Regions from separate parts of the Danio rerio genome. Here region 2 is linked to region 1. Evidence: chromatin contacts called from public Hi-C data. All regions are on one chromosome and are shown on one strand. Each heading gives the region's core, a stretch centred on a gene start, on an enhancer-like site or on the middle of the called end of the contact. The rest is flanking DNA. Distances are from core to core; before and after follow the strand shown.

Region 1 (5,732 bases), core at 568-3,067:
GCACCAGCGTCACTGTTTTTGAACAGTAGCAAACCAAAAGGATTACTTCACATTATCGATGAGCAAAAGCGTAACGCAAAGAGGCGTTTCCTGCATCATAGCGCAAACTAATTCTTCAGCCAATCAAGGGCCCCCTTCTTTCGTGGGCCCTGGGGCTTCAGCCCCACCTAACCCATTATGTTAGTACGGCCCTGCAGATAGCATAGTGTGAGTGCACCCTATCTCAAAATTTACAAATTTTAAACCATTATGAGTTTCTTTCTTTTGTTAAACACAAAAGAAGATATTTTGAAGAAAGGTCAAAAAAAGTTACCATTGACATCGATTGTAGGCAAAAAAAATAGTCCATGGGTGTATTTGTTTGAAAGGGTGAGTACATAAAGTTAGGACATTTGTTTTTAGGTGAACTTCCCCTTTATTGCTGTTTTATACCTACTGTATAAGTTTTCTAGAACTTTTTATCCTATTTAAATCCATTATTGTGTTTTACTATTAAAAAGCGCATTAAATTAGGAGTTTATAGAGGCCAAAGTTGAATGTTCTGAATGGATGTTCATCATACTAAAGTCTCACCAACCACTCCTGTAAACACATTTTGTGTATTTACCTACACTATGTATCATTAGTTTTACTCTTTAAAACGTTGTTATAATGTGTAAAGATTGAAGATAAAGTTGATTTTAATAACTGGCCCATGCAGTAGTTTGACAGCTTGCTACGAGAATTCCTTTCAGATATTATGGTCTCTATTTTAAATCTAAAATTATGAAATTCCACATGTAATAAACCATGCAGTTTCCTCTGTATAGTGAGCCAGTAATCAGTAACACCATCTGATTATGAAAACAGAAAAACTGGAAAGAATATCAAGATCTTAAGGTCAAACATTTCCCTCATGTCTGACAAATACAATATCTCATAGTAATGAATATCATATTGTCCAAATTAAAACCCCAAATGCAGTACCCAGAGCAGCCACATGGCGGAGCATCCCATTGCAAATATTCTTTATGAACTCAATGATACCGAGAGTTTGTGCTTCCCTTCTAATACTATTAATCGTCCATCCCTAAAAACAAGGTCATTTCGTTCAACTGTCAACTGGTGAAAAAAGAAAATAATAAAAGCATGATGTGGGATCTAAATGTTTGCTTACTTTGAATGCATGAGAAACTGATGTTTATGAGAAGACAACAAAAGCTGTAATCTGACCTGAAGCTGTTTTGACTTAGAAGTTGTTTTTGTTTTGTTTCTCAGTGAGCCCGGTAGAGAAAAAGAAAAATACAAGCTTTAATTAGTTTTAAAATCTTCGCTTGAGAGTTCCAGTATGTTGTCTTTGAACAATGATGTTTCTGGGGAGTTTACAACTGATGCCAAAGACACAAATGCAGACCATATGCAGCATGTGAATTTGGTTACATGCACAGTGTATGTGTGTGTGTGTGTTTGTTTTCTTTCTTCTCTTCATCAGTTTATGACACTAGGGGAAGTTCACAAGCTTCTACGAAAGGCTTTTTTCATATATATAATAATAGCCACAAAGAAATGAAAAAATCGAACTGTGTGGCTGTAAACACAAATTCTGCATGAATACGCAACTTAAGATCAGTGCAATCTGGATAATGAAAACCAAACTAAAAAAGCAGTTCACACCAAACTGAAAACTGACATCATTTACCTTTGTCCTGTTCCAGATGATTTTTTTTCGCTGTTGTTCAGTGAAGCTCAGAAGAAAAAGAAAACAAGATTTTTAGCAAAATGTCTATCCTGCTTCTTTCCAAAAGGTATTTGTTCACACCAGGGCCAGAGTGTGACTTCTGTTCACCCCGGAGTTTCAAGCCTTAGACCGGCCCAACTCAGTTCACGACTGACTAAATTAAAATAACATGATTTCCAATTAGTGTTTCTAATGACACTTATGTTTTTTTGAGGACACATCTGCTTTAAAACTTCATATTTTTTTCGTTAATATGAGAACATTAAAGGGTAGCTAAATCACCAACACTATTCTTTAAAACAACACAATGTCCTTTCCTGCAATGTCTGAATATATATTAAGTGCAATTTTTTTTATAGATATCCAGTCCTTTGTAATGGTGGTCACAAAAACAAAATAAAAATAAAATATGTACACCCATATAAGTAACCCAAATAGTATTATATGCCTTAACACCTAAAAAAATGAAAAAGGTTTGAACTCGAGTCGGCGACCACAATGAAATAAAAATAAAAAGAGTGAGGCTATGGTCAAAATAAATCAAATGAATAAATAAATGAAAAAAGCGAGACTGATGAGAGCAGGGACACCGACCCTTGCGGCCAAAAAACTAACCGGACCACCGGGAATTCTCCCAGTCCTCCCGATTAGACAATCCGGGCCTGGTTCACACCTGTAGTTTGGTTTTCTTTATTATTTGTTTATTTTATTATTTTTAGTACTGTTTAATTCACTCAGCACAGACACTGTCACTTTTAAAATAATACGAGCATGACATGTAAAAAAGGAGCCTTAAAAGTGTTAAGCCTGGTTTATACTTCTGCATCAAGTGACCGGCGTAACCCACTAGCTGTGCATTTATACTTCTGCGCGCTGTCTCTGTTTGGTCTGCATTAACACTTCTGAAATGCTAGTTGGCAGTGAGCTGTTAATGTTCCTCTGTGTCGAGTTTCTTCGCTGCTGGTTTGCTTTTCCTGAACACTTCCGGGATGTACAAGTGACTCAAACTCACTCATTTTGAGGCAGAAACTGGCAAAAATGCAACAACCTTAACTATGAGGTAAACACAAAACAAAACTTTCCATCCGGAGCTCCTTCACGGAACTCCACACTTGTAAACAATCCCTCCATCAAGCTTACACCATTTAAGTGGCTCTCAGTCCTGCCCAGACGTCAGTGCTACCAAGCCGACCAATCACAGAGCTTGCGCTACACGTCGTTGCGACGTGTGGTTTACATTTTTTGAGCGAAGGGCTATGCGTCAGCGCCGTGGCATACGCTGACATTTGACGCAGAAGTATAAATCAGCCTTTAGTCAAACACAAATGGATGTCTGCTTCTTGGAGACATGCTTCTGACTCCCACTGAACTATAATGGGCAACATTACGACTATGATGAGGAAACACAGATATGGTTGAGCTTTCTGAAGGATTTATGGTCTCATCTTGTGGTGCGCGTCGTTTTTCATTCACTTAGATGTATTTGGTCTGTATTGCTTTCATATTTCAGTCAACTCACAGCAGAGTTTATATGGAAGGGGACATCTTTCAGAGATCTCTCCAACATGGGCTCATTCTGAAAATGTAGCCCTATATACATTTCTGAAGATCGCAAATTATGCAGCTAGAATGACAAGGCGGTATGATGTCATTACTTTTCGGGCTTACCAGCTAACCACTTACCTCTGTTTGGACGGCTTTCCTGCCATTACCAGTTTGTCCAGTTAGCTCGCCATGTATGTTGGCAGATATGAGATGCAGAGAGGAGTTGACCACGATGACGGGGTTTGAGTCTGGCGAAGCACGGTTCCAGAAAGCAGGTAAAACAAAAACAGAATTCCAAAAATAAAGTAAACAAGTAAATAACAGAGTGAGAATGTGGTAAAATCTGAAAATGTGGTAAAAATCAAGTGAGGGTTTTGCATTTTCTGGATTGCCGTCGGTTAATTTAGGGGAGTGGGTGGGTCAATTGGTGTTATTGAAAACACTATTGGTTGGGTTTGGGGAAAGAGGAGGGTGTGTCAGTCGATCGGTCAGTCAGTCAGTCATTCAGTCGACAGCAACCTCTGGTGGATTGACGTGAAAACAGCAGGTGTGAATGGCACTTGCAAGAGAAATTTGAGATCTGAAAAAGCATACACATCGACCTCTGGTGGGTTTGCAAAAACAAAAATTGCAAAAAAAAAAAAAAAAAAAAAAACTCCTGGGATGTATTTTGCGATCTCCAGAAATGTATATTACGGTACATTTTTAGAATGAGCCTGGGTTGGGTCTCTCTCTGTCCACTTGTTGCAATTCAGGGCTCAGATGTTCTTATTCAAATGAACCAACATGCGCAAAAGGAGCTAACAGCATAATCACACCAGATTATTTTAAATTTTAAATAAACCAAATCTGCCCACAAGTCCTTACAGTAAATGCATATGAAGAAGGGGGAGCAAACAATATAAAAGTCGTCCATTTAATGGAAGTGCCACATTCCAAAATAAGTAGTAATATTTGCTGCTACATGTGAATTAACTACTTTTGATTCAAATCTTTTTTCCAGTTACCTAATTCACAGCTGTGTAATTCTTCAGTTAAAAGTAATCCAGTTTTCAAATTAACTTACTGCTTCAATGATAAATGTAATTAATATGAATGGTTAATAAACTTGTTTTGTGAAAATAAAGCAATAAACATTACATTACCAAATGTTTTGGGACTTCCCTCTAAATCAGGGATTCTCAACACTAGTGGGCCTCAACGATCCTGCAGGTGGGCCGCGAGATAACTTAAATTTTACTTTACTATTGTACCATAATTATTTAAGTTCATGATTAAATATGTTTTAAATAAAATTAAATGGTGTAATGGCATTTTCCATTTTCTGTTATTGATTACTTCGGACTGTGCAAAAAGAGCCTCACAGTAAATTACAAACTTAACCATGGCTGGCTACACTTCCAACCGCTGCAAGTCAACTAGGACTACATGCTCAGCTGTATTAAAAAAAAAACTATAATGCAAATGTAAAGGTAACGATTATTAGAGTTATAACCAGTTTGCGCATGCCTCATGTCTGCGACTTGTATCAGAGTTGCACATCTCAGTTGATTCACCAACTATGTATGCTCTCTTTGTGTGAAATTTTTAGAATTTCAGCATAGTTGTCCAAATTAGTGTTTTATAACTCGAGTGTGTGTGTTTTGTAACAGACGCGAACCCAAACAGGAGGATCTAGCTAGACTAGGTGGTCAGATCGAAGTGTTTCATCAGACTTAGAGTGTTTTTATTTTATTTTACTTTTTTTGTTTTGTTTATTTTATAAAATACGATCAACAGATGCAAAGTAGTCAGTCCAATTCAAAGCAGCAGCTTTTTTGTCATCTTTGTCCTGTACAGGTTTATTATTAAAGAATAGGCCCAAATACTATATATATATATATATATATATATATATATATATATATATATATATATATATATATATATATATATATATATATATATATATAATTTTCAAAATTATGTTTAACGGAGCAAGGAAATTTCCACAGTATGTCTGATAATATTTTTTCTTCTGGAGAAAGTCTTATTTGTTTTATTTCGGCAAGAATAAAAGCAGTTTTTACATTTTTTAAAAACCATTTTAAAGGTCAAAATTATTAGACCCTTTTAAGCTATATTTGTTTTTGATAGTCTACAGAACAAACCATCATTATACCAGAACTTGCCTAATTACCCTAACCTGCCTAGGTAACATAATTAACCTAGTTAAGCCTTTAAATGTCATTTTAAGCTGTATAGAAGCGTCTTAAAAAATATCTAGTCAAATATTATTTACTGTCATTATGACAAATATAAAATAATTCGGTTATTAGAAATGAGTTATTAAAACTTTGACTCATATTACAAATGTTCCAGGAAGTTTATATTGAATTTGTCTGCATATGTCCCAGGTGTGGTTTTAAGGCTGACTGTCAATAACACACACGCAGTCCATTCTAACTATTTTGCACTTTCCTTATATGAA
Region 2 (5,384 bases), core at 1,492-3,991, 160 kb after region 1:
GTCAAGAAGTAAGATTAAATCTATCTATCTATCTATCTATCTATCTATCTATCTATCTATCTATCTATCTATCTATCTATCTATCTATCTGTCTATCTGTCTATCTGTCTATCTATCTGTCTGTCTGTCTATGTATGTCTGTCTGTCAGTCCGTCCGTCCATCCATCCATCCATCCATCCATCCATCCATCCACCTATCTCATCCAGAAAGTGCATGTTTCTTATTAAATATAAACGCAGATTGTGTGCAACATGTCACCCAGCATGTTTTGAATATTCTGATATTTTGGAAGTTCCATTTTTTAATCAAATATAATGCATCAGGTTTTATAGGGTTAATAAGAAAGCAAATACAAACATCTGAGAGCGATTTACAGATATCGCCGTATATCCTCTGTAATGCAAGTGTGTCACGGTCAATTGACTGTCCTGAACTTCAAATCTAAACAAACTCTGTCATAATAAACTCTTCAGATCGGCCAAATCTATTACACATGGTGCTGATGGTCTGCCTAAAAAAGTTGCATCACTATCCCAACTATAAAAGGCAGTGAACATAAAGTCATGTTTACCGAACGAGTTTTGACTACAGATCATGATACTGTTACATGTAAGTGATCGGTTAACCATAATAAGCACGTTCATACCTTCAAAAGATGTCAATAGGGTATAACTCCCTCATTCAGCTGATGAGTGAGGGAGATTTCATTAAAACAATCCAAATATGGTTTCTGACATCCAACGGAAAAAGAGAAAAGAAAAAGAAAACAACAAGTGGTTTACATCAGTGCCAACTCGGACCATCCTCCTGCCTGTGATAAGAGTATTTAACGGTTATTCCTCTGCTGACTCAGATAACAATGCAAAAAAAAGAGTCACAATTTGCATTGTTATCTCAAAAAACAGTGGTTCATTTAATTCTGAGTATCACACTTGGTGCCGCATCAGGGTTTTAAGGCACATACAATTTTAAACCGAGGAAAAATATCAAATTTGGTAAAATGAGATTCTTCCACTAAGATTAACCTTGCATAAAAAGTCACACTTAGCATTATTATTCCAATAAACAAACATTCATTTAATTCAGAGTATCACACTTGGTGCCGCATCAGGCTTTTTATGGGACATCCAGTATGATATCAGTTTTAAACTGAGCAAAGTTATCCAATTTGGTAATAAGAGATTCTTAAACTAAGATTAAAAATGCATAAAAAGTCACACTTTGCATTATTATTTCAATAAACAAACATTAATTGAATTCAGAATGTCATTTTTGGTGCATCAGGCTTCTGCATATAGTATGATTAACTCACAAACTGAAAACAAAACATGCAAAGTGGTGCAGCTGCTGATATTCATATGGCCAAAATGTAAGATGAAAGTGTTAATATTATACAACAGCTATTATTTCGTTTACTCAGATAACAGTGCAAAAAAGTCACAATTTACATTGTTATCTCAATAAACAGTGGTACATTGAATTCAGAGTATCACACTTGGTGCTGCATCAGGCTTTTATAGGACATCCAGTATGACTTCAGTGTTAAACTGAGAAAAAATATTCAGTCTGCAAAAATGAGATTCTTTTACTAAGATTACCTTTCATGAAAAGTCACACTTTGCATTATTTTGTCCAATACCAAAAGTTCATTGAAATCAGAATGTCGTTGTTGGTGCATCAGGCTTCTCACAAACTGAAAACAAAACATGCAATGTGCAGCTGCTGATATTCAATATGAGATGAAATTGTTGGTATTATAAATTATATTATACTATATTCTTCTGCTGACTAGGATAAAAATGCAAAAAAGTCACATTTGCATCTCCATCTGAATCAGTAGAAGTTCTTGTGATTCAGCTTTCAAATATTTCAATAAATAAACTGTTAAACCAGTTCACCTTTAAATGTCAACCTTCACTCAAAGCAAAAGATACGGAAATGTTTACACATTACACAAATAAACTTTTCACTGTATCTTGACACTTCGCTCATTTTTATTTTTAAACAACTACATATTTGGATCTCAGTGGGGTTAGGTTTAATGCACTGTATATTACTCATTAAAATACTAAATTATAAATGATAGTACAAATAAACCACTTTTGCATAATTAAACGTTTGCAAACTTCTGTTTCCAAATGTGCATAATGTGATCCAATAGTTTTAGACAGACTGCATGGTTTTCCCAATTCTTGTAAACGTGTGTGTGTGTGTGTGTGGGGGACACTCACCCAGGACAAGACAGAAGATGTCTAGTGCTATTAAAAGTTTCCTCTTGCTGTTGTTTACGCCGTTGTTATTTAACGTGGACGTTCCTCCGTTTCTAGTTTCGGGTGCCATCGCCTTCTCATACATATAGTTTTGCATTTGTTAGAGTTCCTTCTGATGTCTTTTTCCTAAAAAAAATCCCAGATATTTGTTTTGCACAGTGGTCTTGTCAGCAAAGGACGTGTCGTATATAAAGTTTAAAGAAGTTTCCGAAAAAAAAGAAAAAACAAACAAACAAAATAAAGAAAAAAAAAAACAACAACAAGTGGGAAGACGTCCTGGGAAGTTAATGAAAACACTGAGATGTCCCGTGCAATCAAGTCCACTCAACTTTTGTCGTCTGGTAAAGCGCGCGGTGTTTTTTGAGAAGCGGCTTTTCTTCTTCGCTTTCTCTGAATGATGCGGCGGTCAGTGAGTTGTGGTTTAGTTCTGTCGCTACGCTACTTGAAGGTCTGAATTGAGAGAGGCGTTTTAAAACTAGGAGATCAACTCCTGTTTATGAATCCTCCTTCGGTCTCCACCTCCTTCCCTTCAGCGAGCGTTCAGCCCCTTCCCCACTTCTGCTAACGTTATCCCGAAAGAGTCACGCTGAATGAAAGTGGAGAAGAGCGCTGGAGTAAACGCGGTCTCGAGTCGCACTCAGATACGGGCGGACACTGACTCCAGCGGACACTGCTGGAAACGCACTCTAGCCAGACCTTCGGACATGGGTTGGATGGATCTTTTACAGTCTATGGATGGAGCAGATAGGATGTGGGTTTAGATTAAAAAAATATAATTTCCTTTAATTTCCATGTTTCATTAATTTATTCATAATAAATGCAGAAAAAAAATCAGCACTATTTATGACTGAAGTAAATCAATCTTTCAATCTGTGATTTTGTTTGTAAAAACAACAACAACAACAATAATAATAATAATAATAATAATAATAATAATAATAATAATAATAATAATAAATAAATAAAATTGTAATACTAATAAAATAATAATAATAATAATAATAATAGAAAATATACATTAATAATAATAATAAGAAGAAGAAGAAGAAGAAGAAGAAGAAGAAGAAAAAGAAGAAGAAGAATGATGATGATGATGATGATGATGATAATAATAATAATAATAATAATAATAATAATAATAATAATTATTATTATTATTATTATTATTATGTTGTTGTTATACATAAATAAAATATTGTTTTTAAAATTTTAAAAACAATATTTTGAAATTTTAAAATTTCAAAGTTTCAAAATTTCAAAATAAATAAATATTAGTATATTTTATAATATGTAATAATAGTTTTAAAAATAAATTTATTATAATAATACTAATAATACTACTACTACTACTAATAATAATAATAATAATAATAAACTCCCGCACTATACTACATCTGACAGATGTTTTCACGCTTGCTTAATTCTTTCATTCTAGCTTTTCAACTCAAAACTTTGTATTTAAATTATAAACTGTTTATTCTTATATGTAGAATACTTTATTCATAAGCTTGCAAAGTGTATGCTAAATAAATTAACAGAAAGTCAATTAAATGTAAATTAAGGTCACATGTAAAGAACAGTACAATTCTGCACAAGAACCAATGTTTAAAACTGGAACTCAATTGTAGAAGTTCATCTTTTATCGTAAGACAACGATCCCACAAGAAAGATAAAATTACCATTTGACTAACCACAGAACAAAGAGGCAAATGGCCAACAGTGGCTCTGTCAGTGATCTGAAAACAATACAATATGTCAGAGACAATAAGACACCTGTGGAGCACAACAATCAGTTGAATTCCCCCCCCCCCCTCCATAATTTTCCTGCGACCTTAAATTTGTACTAACCATAAAATTATGGAGGTAGATGTATATTGAGCATATAAAAAATCTGTCAAGTCCTGCCTAAAAGAAATGATGATGAATTAGAGCCAACTGTTTGACTACAACTCAGCACTGATGAAACACTGCCACCTAGTGCTTACATGATCGTAATACACAGTGCTCAGCATTAATGAGTACACCTCATTTTGAAAAATGAATATTTTTATCAATTTCTCAGTGAATATAGCAGGCTAAGCATTGGCCGGTATAAGATTCTGACGGTATGATAACCCTGGATAAAAAAAATCACAGTTTCACGGTATTGTGATTACGGCTCTAAAATAGCCTATGTTCTTTTAAAATGTTTGGGTAAAAATCTAAAAATGTTTTGCCTTTGAAAACAATTTATTTTATTATAAGAAACATTTATAACATTCTAGAGCAGTAAACATGTCAGGCTAAATTATTAAAATGAATCATTGGCTTTCTGCTGTCTCCATTAGTTTCAAAAACACAGATTTAAATAAATTAATTTAAAACAACATCATTGGATTTTTTCGGCTAGAGATACTGTTTTCCTAAAAAGTCAATAAAATATCTTACTAATTAGGAATGGTATAGCAGCAAATTTTGACGGTTTTAAGACCTTGACTTTTCCAAACCAATGTATACCTTGAAAACGGTTATCGCCCCATGCCTATGGCAGGCCCGTTCTCAGCCTGGCGAAAAGTGTGGTTCTTTTTTTTCAAAAGATTGACCTTTTTATAGTTATTTGCTTTATTTTCGATAAATTTTTTATAATTAATATATAATTCATTTTTTTACATTTAAGCACCATTTTCTGCTTGATTAGCCTGTCAGATGGTTACCATAACCACAGTTTTTGATGTCTCAAAAATAGGAATCTGTTAACGTTTTAAATAATAATAAAAAAAAAATGTTGCCTATTGTAATTTATTAGATGAATAAAAAACTAGTCAGCACATATAACTTTGCCTTCTTCGATGGGCTATTATCATAAATTAATTATGGCATAGCAGTCAATTAGAACAAATGTGCTCATGTTTGGGACAAATTCTGGACCTTTGTCAGTGGCGGTTGGGTCTTTTGAACCACCTGAACCCCCTAGGGCCTGTAATACATTTTGGCGCATTTTAACAAAGCAGATTTCCTAATTACAAAATAACATTTTAGTCACTGAACATCTTTAAAGATAGAAATGTAATACATTTAAATTCAAGCAAAATATAGAGAAAAAAACTAGATTATTTTGACATATATATATATAT

The links. A called contact is a pair of places that touch in the nucleus more often than the background predicts.
Region 2: a contact with region 1 is called in a Hi-C map of hematopoietic stem cells, with 5 times the contacts expected there. The contact joins the promoter of plpp3 here to the enhancer-like site in region 1. A contact is called at or near these places in 5 of 18 Hi-C or Micro-C datasets (caudal fin, embryo, hematopoietic stem cells and 1 more) and 3 of 4 datasets of contacts at active chromatin or transcription factors (caudal fin, embryo and gastrula embryo).

Annotation. Positions count from the first base shown.
Region 1 is chr20:8,057,129-8,062,860 of GRCz12tu, forward strand. No RefSeq gene overlaps it. Among named protein-coding and RNA genes, the nearest start is that of plpp3, 150 kb to the right of the region's middle. Within about 2 kb of position 1,818, at least 3 of the 62 cell types and tissues checked have an H3K27ac peak or open chromatin away from gene starts, as enhancers often do.
Region 2 is chr20:8,212,129-8,217,512 of GRCz12tu, forward strand. plpp3 (phospholipid phosphatase 3) reads right to left here and starts at 2,742. Exons shown (of 6, transcript XM_003200678.7): 1 at 2,233-2,742. The coding sequence starts at 2,368.